2 separate regions of the Capra hircus genome follow, and region 1 is linked to region 2. A link is a contact called in public Hi-C data. All regions are on one chromosome and are shown on one strand. Each heading gives the region's core, a stretch centred on a gene start, on an enhancer-like site or on the middle of the called end of the contact. The rest is flanking DNA. Distances are from core to core; before and after follow the strand shown. Region 1 holds the start of BEST4 (bestrophin-4). Region 2 overlaps C3H1orf228.

Region 1 (2,700 bases), core at 103-2,602, 64 kb before region 2:
ACTAACTGATTCGAGAGAGGATCTCAAAGGAGCAATGAAAAGGAGCGAGGTCAGAGGCTGATGACAGCAGATGGAAGTGGGGGCATCTCATAGGCCATGTTAAAAGCCAGGACCTGGCACTGTTTGGCTTGGGGAGAGGCTGGCCAGGCATCCCAGGTTCTGAGAAGCAACAGTGGACCACTAGGTGGAAACCAAAGGGAAAAGACTGGCTTTTCATGGTGATAGTTGCCCAGGATGAAAGCCTGCATGCTCCAGGCTCCGGGCATTCTTGCTCTGAATATTCCCCACTGCCTTGTGAGGAAGGAGTTATTGATACTGTTTTACAGAGGAGCAAACTGAAGTTCAGAGAGATTAGGTATCTTGGACAAAGCCACAGAGAGGCAGAATTCAACCCCAGGTGTGTCGGCCTCACAAACTTACGTTCCTAACCACCTCTCCATGCTTCCTCTCTTCAGGAACCACTTGCAGGGAGAACCAGCTCTCAGCGTGGGGAGGGAGCTTCCCAGGACAGGCCAGAGATTTGATGGACTGGTGCTCTGGCACCGTGCCTGCCACTTAGTCAGTGCTCTGCCATCAGCAGCTGTTATGACACTTTATCATGCCTCTGTCTTCTCACCTGGAGCGTGGGACAGTCAGTTCTGTCACCTTGGCTCCAAGGACATGGTGTGAGCTGCGGGGTCAATGCAGAGGCATTTATAGCACTCAAAGGCCAGCCCAGCCCTGCAGGCACAGGAAGACACGGCCAGTTCCCAGCACCAGGGGAGGCCGGGTGCAGCCTCAATCCATCAATGATAACCTCAGTCCGGCCAAACTTTATGGGCCCAGGAGGTACTTAAGTGTTGTGGGGTGAAGGCTAGCTCAGTTCCCCTTCCTCGGCACAGGCTGCTGTCCAGAGCAGGCAGGTAGGTGTGGGATGGGGGTCAGGGTGCCCTGCGCCTTGAGAGACCAACTATCAGCTTCGAGAGCAAGACCCCACGGTGTGTGGGGCAGGGCGACAGTTGAGTCTCCTGTCCTCAGCAGTTCAGGGGTTCCTCCTAGTCCTGCAAGTGGAAGAGGAGCTTGGGGCAGCCTCAGGCAGGAGAGGATGTAGATCTCAGCTCCCCTCTGCCCCATCTCATCCTGGTTTGACCCATGTGCCACTAAGCCTAGGGGGCTGGAGGTGTGCTCTGTCCACTTGTCTGCTTCCTTCCTACTGAAAGGGTGAAGGCTGGGGTCGGGGGGGACCAGAGTTGTGGGAGGTTACTTGGGGACCTAAGCTGGGTGATGAGAAGGCAGGCTAAGGAGGAGGTTTGTGGGGAGAGAAGGACAGCTCCAAGAGCAGCTCTCACGACCTTCTGCCCCAGGCCGCCAGCACCATGACCGTCTCCTACACCCTCAAAGTGGCGGAGGCCCGCTTCGGAGGCTTCTCTGGCCTGCTTCTCCGTTGGCGGGGAAGCATCTACAAGCTCCTCTACAAGGAGTTCCTCCTCTTCATCGCCCTGTATGCCCTGCTCAGCGTCACCTACCGGTGCGAGGGTGAGGGCAGGGTCTCAGGGCTGGCCTGCGGGGGACTAGGTTGCCCACCTCCCTCTAACCCAGGCCTCACCTGACCTTCCCCAGGCTGCTGCTGACCCAGGAGCAGAAGCACGTGTATGCTCAGGTGGCCCGATACTGCAACCGCTCTGCGGACCTCATCCCCTTGTCCTTTGTACTGGGTAAGTTCAAAGGACAAGGGGTTCTTGCTTGCAGCCTCCTAGCCATCTTTCCTGACCTTTGGGCTGGGCTGCTAGCTCTGAGGGTCAGAATTAGCCCGGCGGCCCATCTGGGGGTCAACCAGAGCAGGCTCAGCAGACATGGGAGCTGTGTGTCGGGTCCAGGATTTCCAGAGGACTAGGCCCTGCCTCGGAGAAGGCAATGGCAACCCACTCCAGTACTCTTGCCTGGAAAAATCCCATGGGCAGAGGAGCCTGGTAGGCTGCAGTCCATGGGGTCGCTAAGAGTCGGACACAACTGAAGCGACTTAGGAGCAGCAGCAGCAGGCCCTGCCTATCACCAGCCCAACCCTCACTACAAACACAGCCCCAGCCTGCTGCTGGCCTCACAGCCCTCTTCGTCCTTCAGGGGAACTGGAGAGAGGTGACACCTCCCTCCACACCCTCATGGGAAGCAGGGCTCAGAGTTAACCACTGCCTGGACTTGAACCATCAGGTCTCTTCTGCCTGAGGAGGTCTGCAGTCTTCTTCCTCCCTGCCTGGTTTGGTCCCTCAGGGCGTGATCAGAGGATGACGCTGTCCCTCTGACAAGAGAGGCAGGGTGCCGGAGTCAATGTGTCCTTCCCCCTGCCTTGGTTCCACCTGGCTTGGACCAGGCGTTCTGGTTGCGGGCAGGACACACTGACTTCCAAGCCCTCCGTCTTCCCTTCCCGTCCCCACCACCCACGGCGGCGACCAGGTTTCTACGTGACCATGGTGGTGAACCGCTGGTGGGCCCAGTATACAAGCATCCCGCTGCCGGACCAGCTGATGTGCGTCATCTCGGCCACCGTGCACGGCGTGGACCAGCGTGGCCGTCTGCTGCGCCGCACCCTCATCCGCTACGCCAACCTGGCGTCGGTGCTGGTGCTGCGCTCTGTCAGCACGCGCGTGCTCAAGCGCTTTCCCACCATGGAGCATGTGGTGGACGCAGGTGCCGCGCTCAGGGAGCCCTGGGAGGGACTGGACC
Region 2 (2,700 bases), core at 145-2,644:
CCACCTTGCAGGAAGCTGGGTTGAAAAGGAGGAACCCATAAAAATGCTTCCCAGGTCGCTCAGTGGTAAAGAATCCACCTGTGATGCAGGAGACACAGTTGGGAAGATCTCCTGGAGGAGGAAATGGCAACCCTCTCCAGTATTCTTGCCTGGGTAATCCCATGGAAAGAGGAACCTGGCGCGGACTACAGTTCATGGGATCAAAAAGAGGTGGACACGACTGAGCCTGCATGCATGATCAATCAGCAAAGAGAACGGACAAAAGCAACCAGAGAAGCAGGAGAGAACCCAGGTGGGTCCGGTGTCCTGGAGGTGAGAGTGCAGGGGCCAGGAGGGACTGGAGGTGAGGCCCACTCCTCACACTACCTCCCTGAATCTTCTAGGAGGTTGGTGGTCCTGCCCTTCTGACCAGCTTTTTTCCCTGATGAGCAGAGGCGCCCAGGTCCATCATCACAGCTCTCACTGGATCTCCCTCTGCCCTCCACACATGGACACCAGACAGACAGCAAGACTTGTTTATTGAAGACTTCCCAGCGGGCTCGCTCTCTCCCCTACCGGAGGGCAGAACCCCCAGTATCCCACCGAGGCCAAGGGGAGTCGACAGGAGCTTGGCTGTGACTCCTCGCTTCAGCCAGGCTTCCCTGCCACACAGCCTTGGCTTCCTGGCTTGCCTCCGAGGCTCCTTTTTCCTCCTCTTACTCTTTTTCTTCCACGTCCTCCTTCTGGAAGTGTGTGATGTAGGCCACCTGATCCTCATTAGAATGGCCAAAGTAAAAGCTCATGTTGCTGTAGGAGAGGCCGCTGAGGTGCAGCACTGGAGGCAGGGAGATGAGCCTGAGACTGGGTGTCACTGCCCCTCTGGCCCAGGCCCCCTCTCTCGCCACTCACCTCTGGTGACATTGACTTTGTTGGCTGCCAAGATGTCCGCCTGAATGCTATCTATGTTCATGTACAGATTCTCGGCATTGCTCTGGAGACAGAAGCAAGGGAAACCTGGCTAGATGCCAGGGCAGCCTGGACTTGGAGTTGGGCGTGGGCAGAGGGAGGCTGCAGGCTGCAGTCAGGCTCTTAGCCTGACAGGATGGGCCGGAAAGGGAACGGAAGGGTGCCAGGTGGAGAAGCCCAAGCACGGCAGTCCCTTCTGTCGCCCGCCCCAGCCAGATCTTGTGTGGGGTGTCCATGGGGGTGGGGGGAGGGCGTGAGCTGCAGCACGCGCAGGGCCACTGTTTTGTCCCACTTACTAGGAAGAGCTTGTAGAGTTCCTCCCCCATGGTCTTGCGCACGTTCTCCTCCACCACCGGGAATAACTGCACGAAGTACTGCGGTGGGCGGGCGGGGGTGGGGCGTGACTGCAGTGCCCTCGCGCCCTGCCCGCCCGCCGCCCAGCCGCCCTGTGCACCTCCAGCGTGAGGCTGGCCTGCCGCTGGCTGTTGCTGTGATCCGTGTTGCCCATGGCGGCCATCAGGCTGTGTATCACTCGCAGGTGCAGCATCTCCTCGGCCAGGGTCGTGTTGTGGCGCGCCAGGATCCTGGGCGGGGGTGGGGTGGTTTGGGGGTGGGGGTGGGATTCGGGCTGCGGTGGTAGGGTGGGACCCTTCGGCGGCCGGAGCCCTGCCGCAGTGCCCGGGCAGCGCTGAGCCCGGCTTGCCGCATCCGCCCACCGCCTGCGGCCCGCTTACCCGATGGCCTTGGCGGCCGCGGCCTGCTGCAAAAACAGCGGCAGGTGGGCGGTGAGCTCGAGGACCGACGAGTCTAGAGGAGGGAGTGGCCGTGAGACTGGGAGGAACCCGGTTCTCCCTCCTGCCCCGCCGGCGCCCACCCCCCAATCCGAGCGGATCCCTACCGCTGACGATCTGGGACTGCAGTTTGCTGGTCTCCTTGAAGGACGGTATCAGTAGCGCTACAAGGCCCTTGAGCAGCGCTGGGCACACGTCGTAGTTGACCAGGTCCTTGATCAGCTCGATGGCTGGGGAAGGCAGAGGCGCTGGAGAGGCCGGCCGCTGCACTCACGCCCCATCCCCGCAAGAAAGCACCCTCCCCCTTCTTTATCGACCTTTCGTAGCACCGCTTTCTGGCCAACAATGTGCCAGGCGTGGGGGTAGCTGGCCCTGCCCTCCTGGAACTGGTGGTTAAAGAGAGGGAGGAGGGGGCCGAGGTCTCCGGGGATTCACAGAAGCAGCTAGAGCGGGAAGAGGAAGGGTTTGAGGCTTAGAGGCTGAAAAAGCTGAAGGCCGCGCCGAGGCAGGCCCGCCTTCCGCCTTTGAGGAATCTAGCAGGTTCTGTGGAGGAGGGAGGGGTCGGGTCTTCAGAGGGAGACAGGACGGGGAAAAACAAGGGGTGAGAAGGACACAGAGCAGGTGGGTGGGGATGTGTGGCAGAAAATGAGAAAAGAGGCAAGGCTGACAGAAGTTTAGAGAAACTTTGAGTTTCTGACGAACCCTTGTCGAGGCCTTGTTTGCCCAGGCTCTGTGCTGAGCGCTCTCGGTATCCCGCTGCCGCTCGCAGGCCGGGACCGACGAGGTCCGCTTTGCACCAGCGCGGCGACTGTTATCCCCATTTTACATTTGAGGGGATGAGGCACAGAGGGCTAAAGCACTTACCTAGGGTACCACAGCTAGGAAGTGGTGGAAGCAAAAGGAGGGAAAGACTGGGTTAGGAAGGAGGGAGGGGACTAGACTTTATTGAGGGGACTTTCTGTAG

The links. A called contact is a pair of places that touch in the nucleus more often than the background predicts.
Region 1: a contact with region 2 is called in a Hi-C map of blood, with 2.4 times the contacts expected there. The contact joins the promoter of BEST4 here to the enhancer-like site in region 2. A contact is called at or near these places in 4 of 5 Hi-C or Micro-C datasets (blood and liver).

What each region holds. Positions count from the first base shown.
Region 1 is chr3:19,536,575-19,539,274 of ARS1.2, reverse strand. It overlaps BEST4 (bestrophin-4), which reads left to right and starts at 1,352. Exons shown (of 9, transcript XM_018043437.1): 1 at 1,352-1,507; 2 at 1,600-1,694; 3 at 2,431-2,664. The coding sequence starts at 1,356.
Region 2 is chr3:19,472,920-19,475,619 of ARS1.2, reverse strand. C3H1orf228 reads right to left here. Exons shown (of 13, transcript XM_018043385.1): 8 at 1,844-1,966; 9 at 1,680-1,752; 10 at 1,400-1,529; 11 at 1,242-1,319; 12 at 889-970; 13 at 502-814. The coding sequence ends at 696. Among named protein-coding and RNA genes, the nearest start is that of KIF2C, 23 kb to the left of the region's middle. Within about 2 kb of position 1,394, at least 1 of the 5 cell types and tissues checked has an H3K27ac peak or open chromatin away from gene starts, as enhancers often do.